Linked DNA regions of Rattus norvegicus: region 1 is linked to region 2. A link is a contact called in public Hi-C data. All regions are on one chromosome and are shown on one strand. The core of a region is the stretch at or near the end of the contact, and the rest is flanking DNA. Distances in the headings are between cores, read along the strand shown.

What was found. Hi-C and Micro-C count contacts between places; a contact is called where the count stands out from the background.
Region 1: a Hi-C map of prefrontal cortex shows a contact between it and region 2, with 4 times the contacts expected there. The contact joins two enhancer-like sites. A contact is called at or near these places in 9 of 12 Hi-C or Micro-C datasets (the A7r5 cell line, frontal cortex, hepatocytes and 5 more).

The regions. Positions count from the first base shown.
Region 1 is chr2:188,387,970-188,391,712 of GRCr8, forward strand. Notch2 (notch receptor 2) reads left to right here. Exons shown (of 34, transcript NM_024358.2): 12 at 1,820-1,930. Among named protein-coding and RNA genes, the nearest start is that of Adam30, 51 kb to the right of the region's middle. Within about 2 kb of position 1,687, at least 40 of the 93 cell types and tissues checked have an H3K27ac peak or open chromatin away from gene starts, as enhancers often do. A contact at or near this core is called in prefrontal cortex, where this site is marked.
Region 2 is chr2:188,208,049-188,212,162 of GRCr8, forward strand. It overlaps Sec22b (SEC22 homolog B, vesicle trafficking protein), which reads left to right. Exons shown (of 5, transcript NM_001025686.1): 5 at 706-1,517. The coding sequence ends at 860. It overlaps LOC134485662 (a long non-coding RNA gene), which reads right to left. Exons shown (of 2, transcript XR_010063892.1): 2 at 1,770-4,114. Among named protein-coding and RNA genes, the nearest start is that of Sec22b, 21 kb to the left of the region's middle. Within about 2 kb of position 2,028, at least 9 of the 93 cell types and tissues checked have an H3K27ac peak or open chromatin away from gene starts, as enhancers often do. A contact at or near this core is called in prefrontal cortex, where this site is marked.

The DNA.
Region 1 (3,743 bases), core at 437-2,936, 180 kb after region 2:
AGTCCTTTTTGAATTGCTCAAGCATACGAAAAACATCCCATGCCTTCACAGCTGAGAATGCGGGCCCCCTCCCCACATTTAGATAACTCCCTCAAAGGGCTGAATAGAGCTTTGTGAAACCTTCCAAAAGCAATTTGCTTCCGGGCTGGTCCCCAGACATGAGAAATTGCAGTACGAAGGAAAAGTGAGAGATTTACAAGCAGTTGAATAGGAGTCTTTAGAATGGAGGGGCTGTGTTAGCCTTGCTGTCTCCCTCATTGTAACCAACATGCTGGAAACCTGGTGAGTGGTGGGTTGGCAAGAACTTATTTTCCTCTTGGATTATATCCTCTTGCCAGAGTGTATCAGGTAGACTTTCCTTCGGGGGACAGAGGCAAGAAGTTAATATTCATGGTTTGCGGCAGGCAGCATGCAGAGGGAGGCCAAACCCATCGCTGCAGCAGTTTGAAAAGTTAGAGCAAAGAGCTGCAGGCAACATCCGGAGTTGCTGGTCAGTATTTAGTGGAAAGGAAGCTTGTGCTGCGGGCCTGGCTGGAAAGCCCACTTAGTAGACAATGTGGATAGACAATGTGCATGTATCATGCAGTCTCTGTTAGTAGTTTGACATTTGGAAGGAATCATCATAGCCTTGCTAACCATTCCTGTGGTTTGCACTATCTGGATGCTTAAAGCGAGATAGACTCAGTTACTTTTAGGACCTTCTCTCATTTGTGCTTTACGATGATAAACTCTTGAAGTAATTAATTAGTTCTCTTGAGTTTCAACTAAACTAAAATGGCTTGAACTAGAAGAAACAGCAAAGCAGACAATTCAGCAACAGCAGAGAAGCCTCTCATGGACTCTAAGCAGCAGTAACATCCCAGCACAGGCGGGACGGCTGCAGACCTGAGTCCCAATGGGCTGCTCTGTCAGTGTAGATGCTGTGGCCCAGCTTGACTGGGTGTTATTCCCAGTTCAACTGAACCATGACCCCAGGGACTAAAACTGTGCTGGCATGCTAGGGCTTCATGGATCAGGGGCTGATGGCTAGAAGGCCCGCCCTTGTGTACAGGAATATGGAAGCTTGTCTCCTATTAATTAATGGTCCTCGAGGTTAGCCTCATCAACATGGGAAGGCTTATGGAACTAGCATAGAGGTGGTAGTTATTAACAAATGTGTGATCACAGATGGTACGTTGGTGAGTGAACCAGCATGGTGGCATTTGGTCCAGGAGTTTTACCTGTCTATATTCCACAAAACAGTCTATGGAACCACAAAGCTTTCTTACATGCACTTTAACTAATGCACTGTGGTTTCTTGTTTGTTTCATTTGTTTTGTTTTAGTTAAAATGGGATTCTAGAAGTGTAGGATGCCGCTGTGACAGCTCACAGTTCGGGCTGCGGCTGCTCCTCCTGTCTGTGATGCTATCTCAACCCGAGGGCTGAGAGTTTGCAAGTTCCACAGCGGCAGATTTTAATGTCTTCACCAAAGCTGTGAAGCGGACACGTGTTTGTTTGGCTGTGGGTGTGTAGATTTGTGTCCATCTGGTTGGGGCCCGTAGCCTGGATCCTGGCTGAGATGCTGACAGTTTTACCTATATTGCCTTTGTGCTGTTTCCATGACAACAGAGTAGAAGGGACAAATCATGGCTAAGTATGAGTAATCCAGTCCTCTTGGCTTCTCAGTCCTGGATTCTGTGGATTGTACTTGGCGAAGGGCTGCTTTGTTCTATTCGGAGTGCCTGGGTTCCCTTCAGGCTTCTGACTGTGGAGCACCACAGGCAGAAGTGCCGACATTCCTGTGGTGATACAGAATCATTTCTCTGCCTCTGTTTACAGGCCTTAATTGTGAAATTAATTTTGATGACTGTGCCAGCAACCCTTGTCTGCACGGAGCCTGTGTGGACGGCATCAACCGTTACAGTTGTGTGTGCTCTCCGGGATTCACAGGTAATGCTCTTGCCTTTGGACGGGGCCTCCATTTGCCCATCCAGTTGGGAAAGGGGCCCCTAAGTAAAAATCAAATTTTCACCCTTTTCCTGTTTCTCGTCGTCTCTGGAAGGTTTGCAATCTGCTTCTGTTCTGCTCTGAACCAGTTTCCTGTTTCCAGACCTTTGCTAAGTGGAAACACAGCACTTCCCTTAGCGTTTCAGGTCACGTGTTTCTTGCTACCTGAGAATTCCTAGCAGACTGTAACTTTCCGTCACTGTGCTGGAGTTAATGCCTCCAAAGCCACCTTTGTTTCCCTCCAGCCACTGCCTTCTGTAAAGCTGTGCCCAAGGTAAACCTGCATGAAAACACTGACTGCTTGTCCTGGGTCTTGCCTCTTCTGGGAGCCTGTTTGGGGAGGGCATAATTTGAGGAGACCACCAACTAGTTTGGCTACAGTAAGCAAGATCATTTTGCCCATGAAAAGAAAGTAGATGAAGATAATACTGCATATGACCCTTCCTTAGGCTTGGCCCTCTAGAGAATTCGCACATGTGCCCATAGGTGAAGTACAATCCACACGCTCTCTTCTTCCTTGCTAATATCAACCGTGTCATTTATGTTCCTGGACAACTGTCGTGAAGGCTCCAGAGGAAGCCTAGGCTCTCCCTGACATCTAATTATGGTAAAGGTTCCGTTGTTAGGCTACACGGTGTATCATGCTCTTTCTGGACATTACCATACACATGCAGATGTCTATAATAGTACCCTTAGGAACTGCCGTCTGGTTACCTGCTCCCCAGGTGAGCAACCCACTTTAGAGCTTTTGGCAGAGCCTAAGGGCAGCCAGAGCCAGGTGAAGAGATGCTGGGTACTTAGTCTCTCTATGCCAGCGGTAATGTGGGCGCTCCAGGAGCATCTGTGGCTTTGGTGGCCCTCGGTTCTTCCAGGTGACTGAGAAGCCGGTGTGCTGAATGTTTCGTGCCACGACCCACTGAGGCAGCACGGTGAATTTGGGCATCCTGAAAGCTGTTCTCCCAGATAGGTGGGAGCTAACTAAATACACAGACCTGTTGAAGTGCATAAGAGGAAGAGGATGCCTAATTTGTATGAACAGTGTACTCTGAGCTAGGAACCAAGATGCTTACCCCATCTCACTTAGTTGGCACAGCTGCTGCTGCCCCTGTGGCACTGAGGAGAGGGCAAAGAGCAGAGAGGGAGAGTGATGTTCTCAGTGCCCGCAACCAGGGCTCTGCCCCAAGCGTCTGACCTCAGAGTGCAGGCTCATTCCCACTGCATGGCCAAGGGACAGCCTGTTATGGTTTCCTTCAGGATTTACAGAAGACTTCTCACCGGACTTAGTTTTTTAAATGTCAGTGAATCATATTCTGTCTGTTTTTAACATTCAGCAAATCAGCAGGGTCAAAGGGGGAGCACACAGGCTAAAAATACTCTAAGATAAACATAAGGTGTAGCATGAACCCACAGAGCCAGGAGATGGAATGTTCCGGCTGCTGGGCGGTGCCCCTTCTTGGGAACTGCTTTCTGGTCCAAGAGGCTGTTTTGTAAATCTGTTGCTGGAGATGTCCAAGAGTCATAAGCCATAACTGTGAGGTATTTGGGGTTTTTCCTTCTATTTTATTTTAATCATTTCCCTGACCATTTCCATAAGAGCTTTAGAAGGTCCAAGGGAGGCCTTTGTCTCTTCTCTTTTTACGGCTGTTCTCTGTTCTCCCAGGAGCTCCAGATACTCTGATTAGATGGGAGAAAGTTGGACATCATGTGATCCTATAAACGCCTTTCCATTTTCCAAAGCCGCGTTGGTGTTTGGATT
Region 2 (4,114 bases), core at 778-3,277:
TGTGACTATATTTTAATCACAGTTTAGCTTTCATATGTGTTGAAATGCTCAATCTAATAGCTTTGATTTTGTAACAGTCTTTACTCTGTGAAGAATCTTGGAATTAGCAATCACCATGAAAGTATAACTTAGCACTCGGTGTCAGATTAATTGAGCATTTCTGGTTACCTAGTCTTCTTGCATGTGATTTAGACCACTTAGCGTGTAGATAGGGTAATTAAGGGTAGAGAGATGGATCGTAGGTTAAGCGTGCTTGCCGCTCTTGCCGAGAACCCAAATTTGTTTACCAGCACCCACATCTAGTGGCTCACAGTTGTCTGTAACTTTAACACCCCAAGATCCAACGCCCTCTTCTCACTTCTAGGGCATCCTGTACACATAAATAAAAATAAGTAGATCTTTCTTTAAAAAAATGAAACCACAGACAGTTATCAGGTAGTGCTGAGCACTCACTCTGCGTGCCTCGCATGCTCAGGCCCTCCGCCGCACTGAGGCGGGAGAGCTGCTGTTACTAACCTGCTGACACCATCACTCTAAACAGTCGGTGTGCCTACTCAGATTTGGTAACACAATTATTTTATTATTAAACATAGTTTAAACTCCATGGCTTATTTATTCCACCAGTCATGTTCGTTATTTTTATGCCTTAATGTTTTGATAAACTACTTGAGGTCTAATTAAAGTTTCCCGTTTTTATCTTTTCAGCATTGGATTCGAAGGCTAACAATTTGTCCAGTCTATCTAAGAAATACCGCCAGGATGCGAAGTACCTGAACATGCGTTCCACCTACGCCAAGCTTGCAGCAGTAGCCGTGTTCTTCATCATGCTGATAGTGTATGTGCGGTTTTGGTGGCTGTGAGATAGTGAAGCCTCGTCACTAGTAAGGGAGAACCTAGAACCCAGCAGGTGTATGTTTTCAGGAAACTGAGCTCACAGGGCTGTGTGTTAGAACCCAAGTGGAACTTCTGCCTCTAAAGACCTTGCAAGAAAAGACCTGTCCTGAAATGAAAGATGGCGCCTCGTTTAAGGAAGCTTGACCCATGTGGATGTCTCCGGGGCAGAGACCTTCTCTGGGTGCTAAGCCATATGTATTAGGGAACAGTAGGTTGTCTGTTTTGTTTCTTCCCTCCCCAGTACATTTGTGAGACAGCAGAGATGGGGCGGTCTCTCTGATGGAGCCATCAGTGAGATTTAAGGTAGCCAACCCATTCTAGCAGCATCCTGAAATTCTGTCAGAGTTTCCCTTTGGGGAGTCCTAACCTTAATCGACATTCCTTTGTTGGTTACATGTGTGATTAACTTTCAAGTAAGACTCAAAGTATGTGAAGGTTAATTGCTTCGGTGCACAGGTCCTGTGTGTTGGCCGCTGTAGGAAGTTAACTTTTGTTTTTTGTTTTTTTTTCTTTTATATTTTGCTTATTGCACAGTTGCTTTGGAATTAAATCAATTATATTAATATGCCTTGAAATTATATAGTATTGCTTGACTAAAAGGATGAATTTTTTTCTGTCATTTATTCTTTGTTGTTTGTTTTTCTTTTCTTTTTTTGTTTTGTTGAGACAGGGTCTCTTTAGTCTCGGTTGTCCTGGAACTCATGTAGACCAGGCTGGCCTTGAACTTACAGAGGTCCACCTTCCTCGTCGTTCACTCTAACTCTCTCGGGACATTGTTATTTGGGGCTGTTTGGGCTCTGTAGAGTTAGTGTGGCACAGGGTGGTCAGAGGCCCTGCCTTCGGGGAAGAAAGGCCCAGCTTAGACCTCGGCTTTGCCCTGCCCCTTCCTCCCACTCTGTCTGTGCATTCCCATTTCTTGGCTTTCTTTACAACATAACTTGCTTAAACTCATGGTCTCCTGTCCCACAGATAGCCTGTAGGATTTTCACAGACTGCGAGTGTGGTGGTACTGAGCAGGGTAGTTAGTTAGATTTCTTATCTCTGCAGATCAGCTACCCAAACACAAATGCTCACAAAGCTTATGGAGAACATCTCTGAGAGCCAGCCTCATTCCTGAGTCAGCTTATGTAAATTCTGCAGGAATGTTTTAGAGACAGATGGCTCGTGGACAGTGTGACTCCTATAACCAATGAGAGTACATCAGACTTCTTTCCCTTTTTGCTCAGGGATAATGGAGATTTCACCTTTCCCCTTCTGAGGTAGAATTTTTTAAGTGGGAAGAATAGGCCTTTTGGTTATTATCACAAGGGGCTACAATATAACCTATAAGACCTGCACATACTGCAAACATTTCTTTAAATTGTACTGGAAAATGAGCCAACTTCTTACTTAACATCTTTGGAAAGACTTTTGGTAAGCAGTTTTCTAACCCTAGGGATCATCACTGCTGCCCTGTTCCGGGGGGGACAACAGTCTCACTTCCTTATGAGAACCTGGGGGGAAGCTTACTGTATTCCTAATAAGTACAGAACTAGAATAAACGTTCTTCTATTATGAACATAAATCTACCCGTTAGAGTTTTGTGCATGAAATACAAAATGACTTTTTATAGAGAATAACTGCTTTTAAGTCTTTAAAAGGCTTGCTCCGTAAACAATGATGTTGGCAACAGAAACCTTGTAAGACTGCAAACCCTGAGTCGTTGCACCGTAGTGCAAACCTGAGTCGTTGCACCGTAGCGCTTGGTGCCTCTCTGAGAAGGGCGGTGGCAGCTCACTGTCGGGAGTTGCATGCTGCAACTTAGTGGTCAGCGATGAAATAAATGCTTGTAGAACGTTTCCTTCAGTGTGAAGTTTTGTCGTCGAGTTAACTTTTGTCCACATAGACTCTTCTCACCGCATTCTACCTCATCTCAGGGGGCACTGAACTCGGGGAGGGGAAATTGGTGAACAGAGGAACAAGAATGTGGTAAAGGCCGGGGCAGTGGACAAAGGGAAGACACGATGGGCCTCTGGTATGTGTTCTAAGTAGCTGGTATAGGAAACTGAGCAGGGAAACAAGTGGAAAGTATAGCAGTGTGTGGCTGCAGTGAAGGCTTGTTTCCAGAGAAGTGGATTAGCATTCCAGACAAGGATGTGGCATGCGAAGGACATGTAGAAAGAGCTGGCACGCTTGGTTCGTCTGAGCTCAGGGTAAGCAGACAGGAGAACTAGACTGGCATTGCTTCACCTGCTGAGGGGTTGCCCTACACAAAAAGACATATTAGAAGTGTGGAAGTGGAATTGAGCCATAGGGGAGGGGGCAGTAAACAGACCAGTTTCAAGAAAGGTGATCAGAGGTTCCAGATAAGAGGAACTTACTCAAGTATGCTGCCAGCACTCTACAAACAAAGAGATTTGCTCTGAGGTACAAAAGAGTCTCAAACATGGTCCAAAGTCACAGAGCAAAAGGATATCGGAATCAAGATTTGAGCCAGACAGTTTGGCTTCAGGGTTTGGTTTTGACGTTTTAATTTTTCAGGTAAGTATATGAACTGATGGATTTCATCATGGCATCTGCATACATGAATCGCTGTAATTTGTTGTCTCTTGTTCCTCTCCCTTGGGGTGTGTTTTTGTGTACCACCAACCCATCAAATAAAATAAGGACTACAAAGTGTATTTTGAGTTTAGCATGTTTAGAAAGTCATTGTAGAGAGCTGAGCACACAGGCACGATCACTGCAGGTGCAGGATTGACCCACTGCAGGGGAGACCCATTCCTGCCCTCTAGAGCAGCTGTCTTGGTCATTGTGACGCTGAACTTCATTGCCTGTTTTACTAAAATGCCTCATGGTGTCATGTTTTAGAAGTATTTGACACATTGACGCATGCCTGGTTATTTTAATGTCTAACAATGGTTCCTGAGCTTCCCGAGAACTCTTTGTAAAACAGGTGAACGTGTCTTTACTCCAGGAAAGATGTGTCCCATCCATCTCTGGCCAGGCAGGGCCACAGCACTGTTCATGAAATCATGGTGGGCCGTGGTCTTTCAGTTCACTCTAGGTGCATAACACAGAACTCAAAAGTTAGGTGCCCAGAGTCCTTGAAAGCTGCAGTGAGTAGGAGGAGATCTACAGTCTGAACCTTACTCTTCAAAAGCTACTGTGCGCATGAAACAGCCCTGTCAGATATTTTCTTAAATATTCAGAGATCTGGTTCTGGTGAAATAACTTTTATTTT